Linked DNA regions of Gossypium hirsutum: region 2 is linked to region 1. The links are chromatin contacts, called in public Hi-C maps. All regions are on one chromosome and are shown on one strand. The core of a region is the stretch at or near the end of the contact, and the rest is flanking DNA. Distances in the headings are between cores, read along the strand shown.

The links. A called contact is a pair of places that touch in the nucleus more often than the background predicts.
Region 2: a Hi-C map of leaf shows a contact between it and region 1, with 2.5 times the contacts expected there. The contact joins the enhancer-like site here to the promoter of LOC107950173 in region 1. A contact is called at or near these places in 8 of 34 Hi-C or Micro-C datasets (callus, hypocotyl, leaf and 1 more).

The regions. Positions count from the first base shown.
Region 1 is chrD03:47,327,626-47,335,328 of Gossypium_hirsutum_v2.1, reverse strand. It overlaps LOC107950173 (U-box domain-containing protein 13), which reads right to left and starts at 5,607. Exons shown (of 4, transcript XM_016884961.2): 1 at 5,087-5,607; 2 at 4,030-4,146; 3 at 3,176-3,634; 4 at 1,259-2,742. The coding sequence starts at 5,356. The coding sequence ends at 1,606.
Region 2 is chrD03:47,434,929-47,441,936 of Gossypium_hirsutum_v2.1, reverse strand. It overlaps the pseudogene LOC107950178. Among protein-coding and RNA genes, the nearest start is that of LOC107944960, 19 kb to the right of the region's middle. Within about 2 kb of position 3,081, at least 7 of the 9 cell types and tissues checked have an H3K27ac peak or open chromatin away from gene starts, as enhancers often do. A contact at or near this core is called in leaf, where this site is marked.

The sequences.
Region 1 (7,703 bases), core at 4,358-6,857:
TTTAGTATTAATAATGTTGTTGAGTGAGATGATTCCACAAATTAATTCGACACCAACTTAGAATTCATAATAAATAATTTTATTTATTTAGATTCTTAATATGATGTATTTATACGTTTAAATTTCATTTTACTCGCAATTTAATCTTTTTTTTTATTTTAACATCGTTCATATTTCATGAGTTACTATTAATTAGTTTCAAACTATATTTTACATTATTTATTGTACGCTAGTTTTAAATATAAATCTCTATTTTAAATATGTGGTACGCATATAATAGAGTTTTTTTAGTATATATATAATGTGGGTTTATATATAGGCATGGATATGAATTTAGGAGTTAGTTCACTTTGGTACAGTAAGGTTTGCCGTTTTTAATATTAATTTTATGTTTTGGACTCTTGGATATATTTTGATAAAAAGAGTTTTATTTTATTGTTTTTAGATATCATTTTATAAAGTTTTATTCATAAATATTTCTAAAAAATAAAAATTAACTAATAACTTTAATATAGTAATTTTTTAAAACATAATATAAAATTTTTAAATTATTTGTATTATTTTAAATATTAAATATTTATTTTTATATTATAAAAATTAAAATTAATAAAATTTAAATTTAAATTAATTTAAATAACAATAATTTTTTAATTTATATTTCGTAAACCGTCAAAACAACTCAAATGGATATAAATACGATACGATCATATCAAGTTGAGAATTATCAATTATAAATTTATAACTATCAATCATGAAACCGCCTAAGAAAGGTGGTCCATTTGTTAATGTAGTTTAGGAAGGGGAGGTCAAGGCCAGTGCCACCCATGACCCACCACTCAAAAATGAGATGAACTGGTTCTAAATTTGTTTCACTCAGGCCCACCAAAACCGCCCAAACCCACCTCCCAAATCCCACTTTGATTTTTTTGGATTTTTATGGCCTCTGTCACCATATTGCCACTTGACAAATTGGGTGTATGGTGATTACTTATCAGTTCATTAACCAATTTCGCAAACATAAATTATTGAAAATTTCAAGTATATATGTAATCATTACCATTTTAAATTATCCTCAACGAGTCGATTCAACCACAAGTGAAAGTGGTAAAATCTCATGTTCAATTCTTCAATTTTTGACAAAAAAAAAATCAGTTAATATCAATTTCGGATTCAAATTTATGGAGTTCACTGATACTTGTTGGGCCGATAACATATCCCCTTTTAAGCCTTTACATATCACTAGTAACTTTGTAAAAGAAAAAAAAAAGTTTGATTGCAATACAAGAAACATCACTCTAAAAAATCTGAGGATGATTACAGTCGTGCAATGTTACAATGGTACAAATTTACATACATGTTAAGCACAAACTCGGACCTTTTCTTTCCTTCTGCGCTCTTTTTTTCTTTACAAACTTCGATAGTTCTGTGAATGATGTATTCTTCCACACAAACAAATGAATAACTTAGGGTTCAGATAGGTGATCTTCCACCATGAAGCAAAGCCGCCTCCTTTAAATACGTAGAATGGAACAAGGTGACCAAAACAAACATAAAATTAAGGCAAAATGATACTCGGCCATCAACAGCATTTGGCACAGGAGGCAGTCATGGCTGCTGAGCACGAGACTGAGATAGGGACTGCTCTGCTTGGGCCTCAGCTTGGGACTGTGACCGCTTTTGCTGCTCAACAAATCTGCTTAAGCGTTGGAGCAGTTGAGCAGCTTTCCGCTTGCCCCTATCCGTACCATTTTGTGCCAAGTCCACCAAATGACCCATCACGCCTAGTTCCTCGGCGTCTGCTAGATGTTGTTGGTCTCCGGCACAAAGGTGCACCAAAACAGCAGCCGCATTCTCTTTGTTCCTCGGCAATCCATTTCCAATAAAATCTACCAAAACTGGCATAGCCTTTGCTGCTCCAATGGCAGACTTTGCTTCAGGATGGCTAGCAAGAATTGCAAGTATGGCCAATGCCTCATCCACCATTCCGCCTCCAGGTTCTGTCAGCAAACGCATTAACGTAGGTATAACTCCAGCTCTCACAGTTTTTCCTTTGTTCCCTTGGTAAATGCACAAGTTGAAGAGTGCTGTTGCTGCATCCTTTTTGCCCCTTTGTGTGCCTTCACTTAGCAGTGTCACTAGTGGAGGGATTGCTCCCGAGGCGCCAATTGCCACCTTATTTTCATCCACTACCGAAAGGCTGAAGAGGGTAGCTGCTGCATTTTCTCTAGCTTCCATGCTCCCCTTCTTAAGCACCTGGACAATACCAGGAACTGCACCGGAGGATATGATACTTCCTTTGTTATCTTCACAAATAGAAAGGTTAAGAAGTGCTGTTACAGCATGTTCTTGGGTGCGTGAGTCAGGTGTTGAAAGGATTTTTACAAGGAGAGGTATAGCCCCCGCTTCAGCAATGGCTACACGGTTATCTGCATTGCGTTTAGCAAGGAGACGGATTTCACCTGCAGCCGTTCTTTGGTCTTCAGGATTGCTGGATGAGAGCTTACAGAGGAGAATTTGAATCTTGGTAAGTTCAGCAGGTGAGCAGGCAAATTTGGTTTTACTGGGCTGAGAACTACTCGGCCTTTTGGGTGGGTCAATGCCATTTGTCTCGCACCATTGAGCTATTAAACTACGCAATACATAATTGGGAGTAAGAGCAGGGTTACTAAGAGTCTGTTGTGTCTTCGGACATGTTCGATGCCCTTGCTCCAGCCATTTCTCAATGCAAGATCGTTCATAAGTCTACAGAAGAGAGTAATGAAACCTGTTAAAAAACATAGCCTGAAGATAATCGTAAACAAGACTTCAGCCTCTGCATACATGTGCGATTGTGCATAAAATGTATCAAAAAACACTTCTTATAAACATCTTTCACTTAGCATCCAACCTGTGTGCCAACCTCAAGTTTACCTATTCCAAACAAATTTAAATAGAGAATCACTTTATGACTAGGAGCATTTTCAGAACAAACATTTCACCAAATAACATAATGACAAAACAATGCGATAAGATACAACAAGTGAGGTCAATGACCAAACAAATATATCAAGCAAAATTGAAAAATTAAAGCAATTTAATAATTATATGAGGGACAGGTGGTTTTCAAGACTGAAGTGATGATTAAAAACAAAAGAAATCCCAGTTATCATGAACAAGAAATCTGAAACAAATATACCTGCCCTGTTGAAACAATGACGGGATCTTTCATCAGCTCAAGGGATATTGGACAGCGGAAATCATCTGGTATAACTGGGGCCTTGTGATTTCCAACAGCGGTTGTTTGCGCACTGCTGCTACTAGGAGGAAGATTCTTTTCTCTTGCAGGAGCATCCAAGTTAGGATTTTCCGTCTGTACAAAATCCTTGATTTCCTTCAATAAGTTTGACATCTTCTCAAATATTGCCCCGGGATCTCCACCACTGGCAGAAACCATCTCATGTAGAGCTAGAGATTCTTGCATAAGTTCAGCTATTCCCACCAACTGTAACTTCTCAGCCAATCTCCTTAGTACCTCAGGATCTGCTTCTGCATCATTGTTCTTGTTGTAGAGTGACAATAGATCCTCATACAGCTCAACATCAGGTACATCAACCCTCCCTTTAGCTCTCCTGAACTGAGCTAGAACAAGCTCAACCTAAATATGGAAATACTATACATGTAAACCTTTTTCACCCCTTCAAAAAATAATTATGTAATGAACATAAAGTAGCTTTGGACCTTTGGTGCTCTCAAACTCTTCATTAGATTGTTTTGAGAAAAGAATCAATGTATATTTTGGTTGCTCTCTTTAGTCTGTGTGCTTTTATATATCCCTACAATCTTTGGTATCTCAAATCATATGAAACTCAAGAAAAAGTTAATTAATCATGATCACAGTGATTACTTGACAGAACTATATTCCACGTCGAATATGACTATGTTTCAAATAATCATCTTTGGGTAACACATAGCAAAGGGCCTAATACAATATAGAAAGAGAAGAGGTAATCTGTAATTCTTCCAGATATATGTCTAGCAATAGATCTTTACCTGTTCCTTAACTTCTTCTAGGATGTCAAGATTCTCATGGGAAATTCTACTCAAAGCCTGCTCCAATCGAGCTGTCACTTCATGAAATTTATGCATAATCTGCTTCCTCTCTAGAACCTGCAAGTATAAGGAAAAAAGTTCATCAGTCAACAGCAAAGCATCCATACCATAAACCATGCGCATCCATGGCTTAGCAGCCACTTGGAACGCCCTTCTTTACTGCCAAGCTCGAAGTGAGTGGCATAAGGTGGACGTTGTTTGTCAACCACAACAGTAAAACATCAAAATCAATGTCTGTGACAAACCAACACAATTGTTGACAAAGCAATACACAGAAGGAATGCAATGTAACAAATTCAAATAAGGAAGGCCATACATAGGGGATTCCAAGCAAAATTGAACCCCCCACCCCACGGGGAAACCCCAACCTCAAGTTGTAAGAAAGGAAACATATAATTCACAATACTGCTGATTTCAAGAAAATCCACAGCAAAACCGATGAAGTGTAATCACCGGAGCAGAAGTGCTCTGAAAAATATCATCAAGGCCAAAAACTTCAGAACCATTCACAGAGGGTACTAGTAACCACCACATCCCTCTCTATCCTCAACTCCTCCATCCCCTCCTCTAATTTGTACAACTTATATAAAAGAAAATTAATGGAGGCAGAATTGATCTTGTAATACCTAACAAGAGACGAGGAACGAGAATTACAAAAGAAATTCTTTCATAATAGTTATCTGAAGATGCAAAAGAATAGGTTGGAGTGGTTTTTTCAGTTCTAAATATTAATTAAAGAAAAAAAAGGAACCACATCTATTTGCTTTTTTAATTAAAGAAGTGCAGCACTAAATATCATACGAAAATTTTATACTCCATTCATCTTTCACTAGATTAAACTAAATTTAGTATAATATTTATCAGTTACTTCCAAATATTCACTGCGATAAATATTCTGATATGTCCACGCACTTAACAAGCTAAGTTTCCTCCACTTTCTCAGCAGCCAAACAGATCCAAAAGAAAAAAAATAAAATGAATATATATACTCACACACCAGGTAAATCTTGCTGCCTTCACTTCCGAATATAAGCAACTCCTTAGCCGAAACCAGAGCTTCTTTCAACGATACCAAAGCTTTAACCGTTTCTTCAGGGATTTGCTCTTTGATTTCTCTAATCTCCTCGAACATTGGCGTCAACAGCTTCAGTCTCCTAGCGAGGTTGCAATACTCCTTCTTCACGGCGCAACTGTAGTCGCCGATCGAAGCTATTTGGTTCACCGCTTCGATCAAGCCCTGCACCAGAGCTCCTTTCTCTTCTTCCATTCCGTAAACCAGATCTCGTCAAAATCTGCCGTTTTCAAAAACAAGATTTTGATTTCGATGGAAGGTTGAGCTTGAAGTTTTTCCAAAGCTAAAATGATGAAAAACTCATCTCCATTACAGAGAAAAGATTGAAAGGAAGTTTTATTTGCAGAAAGACTGCTGAAGACTTTTTCTTCCCCCGGACCGGATCTGTTTCTGCTCTATTGTGTATGATCCTAAGGTCAATTTTTTTATAAAGTCCTTCTTCTCTTCACCCATTTAACCCTTCAACTTTATGTTTAATATATTAATGTGAAATTTTGAAATAAAAAATATTTATTTTATTTAAATAAAAATATTTATTTAATTTATTAAAAAATCTTAATATTGTACTGAACATAAATTTAATAAAAAATTAATAATTTTAATAATCGAATTTACTTCCTTGAATTTAAAAATAGAGAAACTAAAATACTAAAAGAAAAAAGTAACAGGAACCTTACATAGAATTTTACTTACGATTCTACATGCCAGGTTCGGCTCGGCTCAGCCGGCTTCATAGACTGTCTAGCAGTCAGTAAAATGTAGTTTAAGCAGTCCCTTTTTTTCAGAAAAAAATTGAATATTTCATAGAAATTTTTAATATTTTACCTGCGCCAAAATTTAGGGCTGGCCCATTTCGGATAGTGTAATGTTTTGTGTTAGTAATTTTCAATGTGGTCCTAGATTTAGGATACGGTCCAATTCTAAAAAAGTCCTTGTATGATGTATTTTTTGTGAATTTCATCTTTTTACAGTAATTTGATCATTTTAAATTTCTTTATTGTGTTTTCAGTTTTGAAATAAAATACCTTTTGTTAATTCTATTAAATAATTTGATGCAAGTGATGACATGATATATATTTGTCTTTTTCTGGTATTATTTTATGAATATTTTGCACATTTAAGAAAAAAAACTTATAATAGTTATCTAATTGTTAAAAAAAATGTCAATGTGGTATATGTTACATTACCATTGTTTAAAAAATATCGAATTATTTGACACAATTTCAAAGGAAAAATTAGCTTTGATATTGAAATTCACATTTCAAAAAATATAAAGACTAATAATTTATAATAGTGAGACTAAATCTTCCAAAAATGCCTAATATAAAAACCTTCCATGCAATTTTGCCTTTAGGAACCATGTATGATCATATTTTATTGTTCTAAATAATGTGTGTTTGTTTTTACTAATAGTTTCTCTTCTTTTTTCATTCATACGTTAAAGTTTTAATCGGTCAGACGGTAATTATATTGAGTATCAATTATGAGATATTTAAATTAGTGGTAACCTCTTCAATGTTAGATTTTTTATCTAAATAATATAAAAATGGTATGCCATCCCCATTATTTACAAAAATGGTATTTCGTGAGTGGTGGAGAGTGGTGGGGAAGCAGCACCACCCTCGTTTTTTCAGTCCAATCATTAGTTTGTTAGTAAAAAAAGGAAATTAAAGATTGAGGGTTTAAATAAGCGGCACTGATTTATACAAATATGACATACAAAAACCTGTATTTTTGGAGTCTGGATGGTGCGTCAGCAGCATTGGTTGGGTTATGGGGTGCCTACCTTTTCTTCCTTTTCTATCTTCTCTAAAAAAATTGAACCCTAAAAAACTAATTGTTGTTATCTCTTTTTTTTTAGCCTCTTCTTTCTCTTCTATCTTCTCTTATCTTCTTTCTTTTTTTTTTACGGTCTCCTTCCTCTCTTCTCTATTCTCTCCTCTCTTTTTTTTTTACAATCAGCACAATATTAAGTTTTTACAACCCCTAAAACCATGGTTATAAGCTCCATAACTCGTGAAACTCCAAACTCATATAACATGTGAAACTCTGAAACACTGTATGACCAGTCAAATTGTCAGATCGGTGCCACCTGTCAAAAAGGCACCACCCAACCGCTACAGACTGTCAAGCAAGCACCACCCAAACCCCCCAAATACAGGTATTTGTGTTTTGTACCCGTATAAACCAGTACCGCCTGTCCTAAACCCTCAATACTTAAAAACTTTTTTACTAGCAGACTAATAATTGGGCTAAAAAAACAAGAGCAGTGTCGCGTCTTCACCACCCACAACATACCATAAATAATGTGGGTGGCATACCATTTTAGTATTTATTTTTTATTTTTATATTATGTAGATAAAAAAAAGGCTCAATATTATTTTTTATTCACAATATTTAACAACATAGAAAATTAGTCACTAAATTTGTTCTTGAGAAATTAAATATATACAGGAGATGTTATTTAAGAAATATGAAGCTTACACAGATACAATTCACGTGTTAATATTAAATTATAAGGTTGGTGCAGAATTGTTGAATC
Region 2 (7,008 bases), core at 1,832-4,331, 110 kb before region 1:
TACCAGTTGTGGTGGATATAATAAAGAAAATACTGAATTTCACCCCAATCAGTTGACATGACATGTAACTCACAGAATAGAACAAAGAAATGAGGAACAGAACAACAAATTAGCAAACACTAATTAACATGAGCACATTAGAAGCTCAAGGTCATATCATTGACTAAAGAAATGGGCTTAGAACAAATTATCCAAAAGAAAATATATGGATTGATAGGCTAGTATCAAGGTAAAGACATCCCTAGTGAACCAATCTTGGGAGTAAACATGAGTCACTCTTTTAAACACTAAGATCATCAACTACAGTGAGGATGCTTCCATCCATGGGAAACTTGATACTGATACGATATGAGCCTACCACAACCAAGTTCGTGAGGAGCCAAGGTTATTCTAGCAATATCACAAGCTAAGAAACCATATGATTCTTGTAAAAAAGAAGGTAATGGCTGAAGCATGTGCAACCTCAAGTTCTAGGGCATAATGGCAATGGATGAGGCCATCTTTTACGGCAACTATATAGCCTTACTGAAAAATATATAGCAGAATCTTCACTGGTAAAAGCTTTTAAATCTTTAAAAATACCCAACAATTTAACATGCAACATAGCAATGATTGTCAGAAAAGATTCAAAGGGCATACCTTAGTTCCCTTTTTCAAATTACAACCTCGCAAATAACCGTAAAGCGTAACATTCCTATCACATTTACTGTTCATTTGCACTCTCGCGGGAGGAGTAACATCTTCAAAACGGTCAACCAAGATATACGGATGAGAAGTCCTCCACAATAAAGGAGGGAACTTCATAACAGATATAAATCTTGCAAGATTGTGAACTTCTCGCTTGGGATACCTGTTAGATAAGAGGGAGAAGCAACAATAAATCTCACAATTTAACTTATTAAAGTACACTGCCATGGTATTTCACCGTTTAGCGTAGTCAAAATAGAATCTTAGGTAGGATGCTTACTTCCCGTGAATGAGACCAGATAAATAAAACAATTTAGCTCCATCATATATTTCTGTCCAGAAACGGTGTCTGAGACGCTGTTTTGTTTTCTTTAGTTTCTTTACATCCTCAAAATTATCAAGGTGAGTAAGAACTCCCATCACCTTTGGAAAACCATGAACTTGCAATATGTTAAGGAATTCAAATGTTTCCTACAAAATACCAAAAAGCATCTAAAACATTAAAAACTCTCACTAAGTGGAACTTGACATTCAAAGAGAAGATTTATAAAAATAATAATTTTCAAAGAAGCAGATTGCCATCTTCTAAAAGTTAAAGCTATGGAAAGCATAACAAAAATATTCAGTATCTCACCATTTCAAAGCCGTAACTCCCATCAATGAGAAGCAATGCTAGATCAGCAAACTTTGCAGCATCAATCATACCATTGATATCATTTGGACACTCAACAAACTGCAAGCGCCGTTGCTTGCCTAACAAGTTCAATGAATCCCACATCAGACAAGGGAGCCTCAACTCCACTGCTTTTCTAAACAATATAAATACATATAAACAACTACTAAAATTTAGGGAGACATCAACCTGATACTATGGTTATTGGTCCTCGAACCTCAGGTAAATTATGCTTTGTGTAATGCTTTACGAGAGACTTGATTAAAAGAGACTTTCCAACCTGCAACAAGTAAAACGTTCAACAATAGTTAACCAATATAATCATGGGAAAAGACTTCTAGATGTTACCACATAGAGTTAATTGTACACACCCAGACAGCCAGATAGACAAATTACTAAGTTGGCAAAAATCTGAAACTTGGCATCAAATGGCATTTGGAACAAACAATTTCCAAGATTTTCTAGGCTGCAGTTCTATCTTCAAGATTTCTCTACTCGATAACGTCAAATATAAATAATTCCGAAGTCAGCACTTTAAAATCTACATTATTCTGTTATTTCTTGCAATATTGATAGAAAATTCTTCCCTCCCCCTCTTTTCTCTATTCAAAAGTTTCTTCACCCTTTCTTTATAACACATATTAGAAGGCAAACATATGCTATCCTTAACATCAAAGCTCCTCACAGAACTATGAGATAGTGAAATCTCAAAGGAGGAAATTAGGACATCCTCAAATTAAAGTTTCAATCCAATATTAGGCTAAACAGCACCGTTTCTCCTTCAGCAACAGCTCTCAATAAAGTATATATATTTCATTGGTCCAGGATGTTAGAAAAGGACTTTATATTTCGTTATAATTTTCTTTTACACTCAATGTAAAAGGCATATCTGATTCAAATGGAACCACCTCTTTTTTAACCTAGTTCTTATAGTGACAAACCAATTTAGACATCCTAAAAGGACAATTAAATTAAAAAAACTCCTCTGTTCCAAACAAGATAATATCAATTACTTTGGTTCCAAAATATAACAAAAAATAGAGAATAATCGTGGAAATAAGAAATTTACCTGAGGGGGCCCCTGCACCACGACCACAAACGGAGGCAGCTCGCCATAAGAACGATCGATAACAGGAAGATGAAGCCTGCGTTGTTCTTTCTCAACGGCACGCGATTGCAATCGCTTCGCTTTTGCATTGGAACGAAAAGCAAATGCCTAATATATAAAACGAAAGACTAATTAAAAAAGCCGAAATTAGCTAAAGCCGAAAAGCAAATTCATAGCAAGTAAAAAGGAGGAGGAAAACAATGGAACCTTAGGGTTTTGCTGCTTCTGGTCGGAGTTTTGATCCTTGTTTCTGGCTTTGGTTTTTTGCAGAGGCACCCGAGTGGCGAGAGCGGTGAGCCTTGTGAGACTGCCCATCAGCGCCACTATCCATTGCCATGGCAGCTTCTTGGCGAATAGAAAGGGGACTGGCAGTAATATGTTTGTTACTACTAATATTATTATTTAAAAAAAAGAAGAAGAAGAAGACAACGAGCAACTCCTAAGAGGGTTTAGCTAGGGTTCACGAACTTGTTTAGCTACGAGAAGTGGTGCACCCTTTCCATCGCACCTTAGAAATTACCATAGAACCGAGATTTGAAAGACTGAGAGAGGCGTCCGTTAATTAGTCAGCGTCAGCGCGAAAACGAGAGAGCCCTTACTCCTACCGACAATGGACGGACAGAGATGAGGAGCAGAGGCCGACCGCCGACCGACAGCGATGCAAAATACTTAGTGCATCAAAACGTGCTTTTGAGAAATAAAAGGTTGATTTTAGACATATTATTATAAGTAATAAATATATATTTAAATAATATTTAAATTAGTTTATTATTATATTTTAATAATAATATAAAAAAATTATTATAATTTGTTGTTAATATTTTAATATATAAAATATAAATTGTAAATATTTTTAAGCAATAAATATTAATTATTTATAAAATTTAATTAATAATTTTAACACAATTGTAATTAAATACCAATAAAAAAAAATTACTATGTTATTGGAATGGTGAAAAAGTAATTAAGCACTAAGGGTTCGTTTGATTAGTGTAAAATGTTTTCTCGAAAATTTTTTCTGAAATTTCTGATGTTTGTTTGGCTGAAAATATTTTCCTACTGTAAAACCAATCACAAAACACGGGAAAAGAAGGTGTTAATTTTGGAAAATGTCTTACCCTTTCTAATTCGGTAAGACATTTTCAGGAAAATTAGAAGGAACACAAATCTTCCCTTTCCCTTCCCCTTGCCCTTCCCTCATTCTTGATCGGTTGTTCCAAGAAAGGCTACACCGTAATCGGTTGTTCCCATGCCCAATAAAAACTCAATTCCCTCCAATTGGAGCTCTCATCGCCTGACCGTCACATCCTCCTCAATGTCGATGTGGTCTGTCCTGTTGTTCTTCGATTCATTTATGTATCCTCCTTCGACTCCTCATCTCCGTTCGTTGGCCTCACCTCACCATCTTAGCATCGTCGTCTCTGTCGCTCGACCGTCAGCCTTACCTCTGTATTTTGAAGAAACCTTAAAAAATTAGGGTCCACAGTCGAGAAAAATTCATCTCTAATCTCCTCGAGGTATCTACATATTTCTCTAATGTCTTACCTCTGCATTCTGTTTTCCTTCATTTTCTCTCTAATTTTTGTTTCATGTAATACAGAAATTTTTCTCTAATTCTGGTTATTAGATTCCTTAAGTGTGTCCAGTTGAATCTAGAATGGGTATTGAGTCTAGTTCCTTCTACCATTCTTTGTATTTCTTGTGCTTTTCCAGCTTCTATGGCTGAATCTTGAGAAGATAGGCCAGAGAAGAAAAAGAAAATTTGATCTGTTCAGTCATAATCTCTTTTTTGCTTTGGCTATCAAGGAACTGTTTTTTTTTTAAATTGACTTATTCCAAGTTTCTCATTCATTCTAAAGCTCTAACCTCAGGGCTTAATTTGATGCCTTTTATCTTCATCTTCTTTATCTCTTGATTATATATATATATGTTCTTCGATGCTGTTCAGGTGCACACTTCCAAAACTTGCACTCTTCAACTTTGAAGCAAGTCCTGTACTTGACTTGCGAGTGATCCCCACAAAAGAAGACTGCATTGTTGAGTTATTTTCTTGCAAGGTGAGCTTTGATCCTACATTTTAGATACTGTAAGGTAAAAGTAAGGTGGGGGTAAAATGTTTGCTTACAGTGAGGAGGAAAAATGAAAAGAAAAGGAAATAAATGCAAAGAACTCATTTAGCATTTTCAGAACATGTCAGTAGAGGTTATATTTTGCAAGTACACTGCTAAGTTCTACTGAAAATTTAACTTCAATAAAATGCATCATCCAGTGATTCCTCTTAGCATTGAAGCCTCTACAGCAAAAGTGAAGAATGCTCAAAATTTGAACAGATTAATCTATGAAAATTACACTGTATGGAAAGACATCAGTGCTCTGTCATGCTGATTTCTAGTTGGTCACAACTCAGAAGCATACACATTAATAAGTAACATCAATATCAAAATGCCAATTTTGCTATTGTGCTTATTAGATGAGAATGAGAATGTCTATTTTCACTGAATCCTGAAAATGAAAGATTTGTCAAGTATTACAAAGAAAATGGTTACTGTTATTCATATTATGTTTGATGACTGTTGAAAATTGCATGTATACTTGTTGCTAAAATTGTATGCAGTTCAAGGGTTCAGATGTTGTGGAACGCCAAAATGACCATTTTTCAGGTACTTATTATGGCATTTATATACCTCAGAACGAATATAGGTTTGGTTTTATTTAGAGTGATAGATGTTGTTTAGATGGACTAAAATGCTTGTTTCATAGTGTTAAACCTATTGTTTGAAAACCAATCATTTTAAACTTAAAATGTATGCCCTTTTGGATTTTAAAGACTGTGGCTAAACTTTTCATTTGGTCCCTAGCTGCTATCCTCTTATCACCCAATTGGATACAAACTATAGCTACAAGTTTTGTGTTTTAATAGGCAAGATTTTGAAGGTCGTCCCTGACTTGCTATCTGCTTGGTTATGGGTTCAAACCCTTGAAACAGCCTCTGTGAACAGGGGAAGGCAGGATACATTAGACCTGCCCCTGTTTATAGCCAAGATCCTTGTGCACTGGGTACAACCTGTTTTTTTTTGTGTGCTTGCATAGATTTCATTCGGTTGTATCCTTGATAACAGAATTAAGATGGACGGCCTATGAAGATTTTTCTTTTCAGAATATTTAAGAATGCATGTTGTGCTATATAAAGCGAGTATTTGGTACCATGTTGTAACTATTAATGTTGCTTTGAATTTTGCAGCTACTATGATTAAGCATATTACTTGGGACACAAATATGTCTGAACCATTTTTAGAGGTTGATGTGAAGTTGAATCTATGTCTTGATGTTATCTTATTGGCTTCAAAGATCATGATAGTTACCTGGATATTTAACTTCAATTCTACCCCGTGACAACTTTGTTCTTTTGGGTTGTTCAGAATATCCATCTGTATATGTTTTTTCCTTCCAAAACGCAAGCACAGGTAGTGAGTTATCTTTGCAAGCAAAAGGCTGATGTTGGTGCTGTTGCCATGGATGGCATGGGTGCGATTCATTTTGCGGCGCAGAAAGGACATCTAGAGGTTGTCTGAACTCTGCTTTCATTAGGAGTTTCAGTGAGAGCCACTAATCGCAAGGGATTCACTCCACTTCACTATGTTGTTCAAGGGTCCCATCTAGAAGTAATCAAAGTCTTATTAAAGAAAGGTGCAAGTGGCTAGAAATTTGATAGCAGATGGTGAATCAGTTAATGCAACGCTAACAGTCGGAGTAGTGTTTTATGATTAGATTATTTAGGCTAAGTTTTGGTTTTTGTGTGTTTTGATTTGAACCCAGCAAGCTTCCTGGTAGCAGACATTGCCATTTTTTTAGTTGTAAGTGGCTAGCAATTTGATAGCAGATGCACTTAAGCAGTTACGCCAAACACAGTCTATAACAATTTACTAAGGATTTGGTATATGTCTTGTCTTTTGTTTACCATTTTGGTCTTGCTGAATCTGTTTAAAAGATCCAAAGTTTCATATTGGTAGGTAAATACATCTTATATGTTTTAAATAAATGCATAGATTAGTATTTTTTTAATTGTGGTTTGGAAGCTAAATTTATAATTATTCAACCCTTGTTTTTTTTAACACAATTACAAATAATTTATTTGACTTTGGTTGTTTTCAATTTATGACGGTTAATATTGTAGCTTAATAATTGAGTATTATTATATATTTAATTTGATTTATTTATTTATAAATAAATCATTGCAATATATGTAAAAACAATTTAAAATATAAAAATTTATTAATATATATTAATATATGTAAAAATAAATTTTCCAGAAAATATTTTCAGGAAATCTGTCAAACAGCAGAAAATATTTTATACAGATTCAATCAAACACCAGAAAATATTTTCCAGTAAATCATTTTACAGAAAAGTAAAACATTTTCCAGAAATCATTTTACGGAAAACATTTTACTGGCAATCAAACGGACCCTAAAAGTACTTTTGGGAGAGGAAAAACTAAAAATTTTAGCTTTTCCTTTTCAGCTCCTTTTCAGAAGTGCTT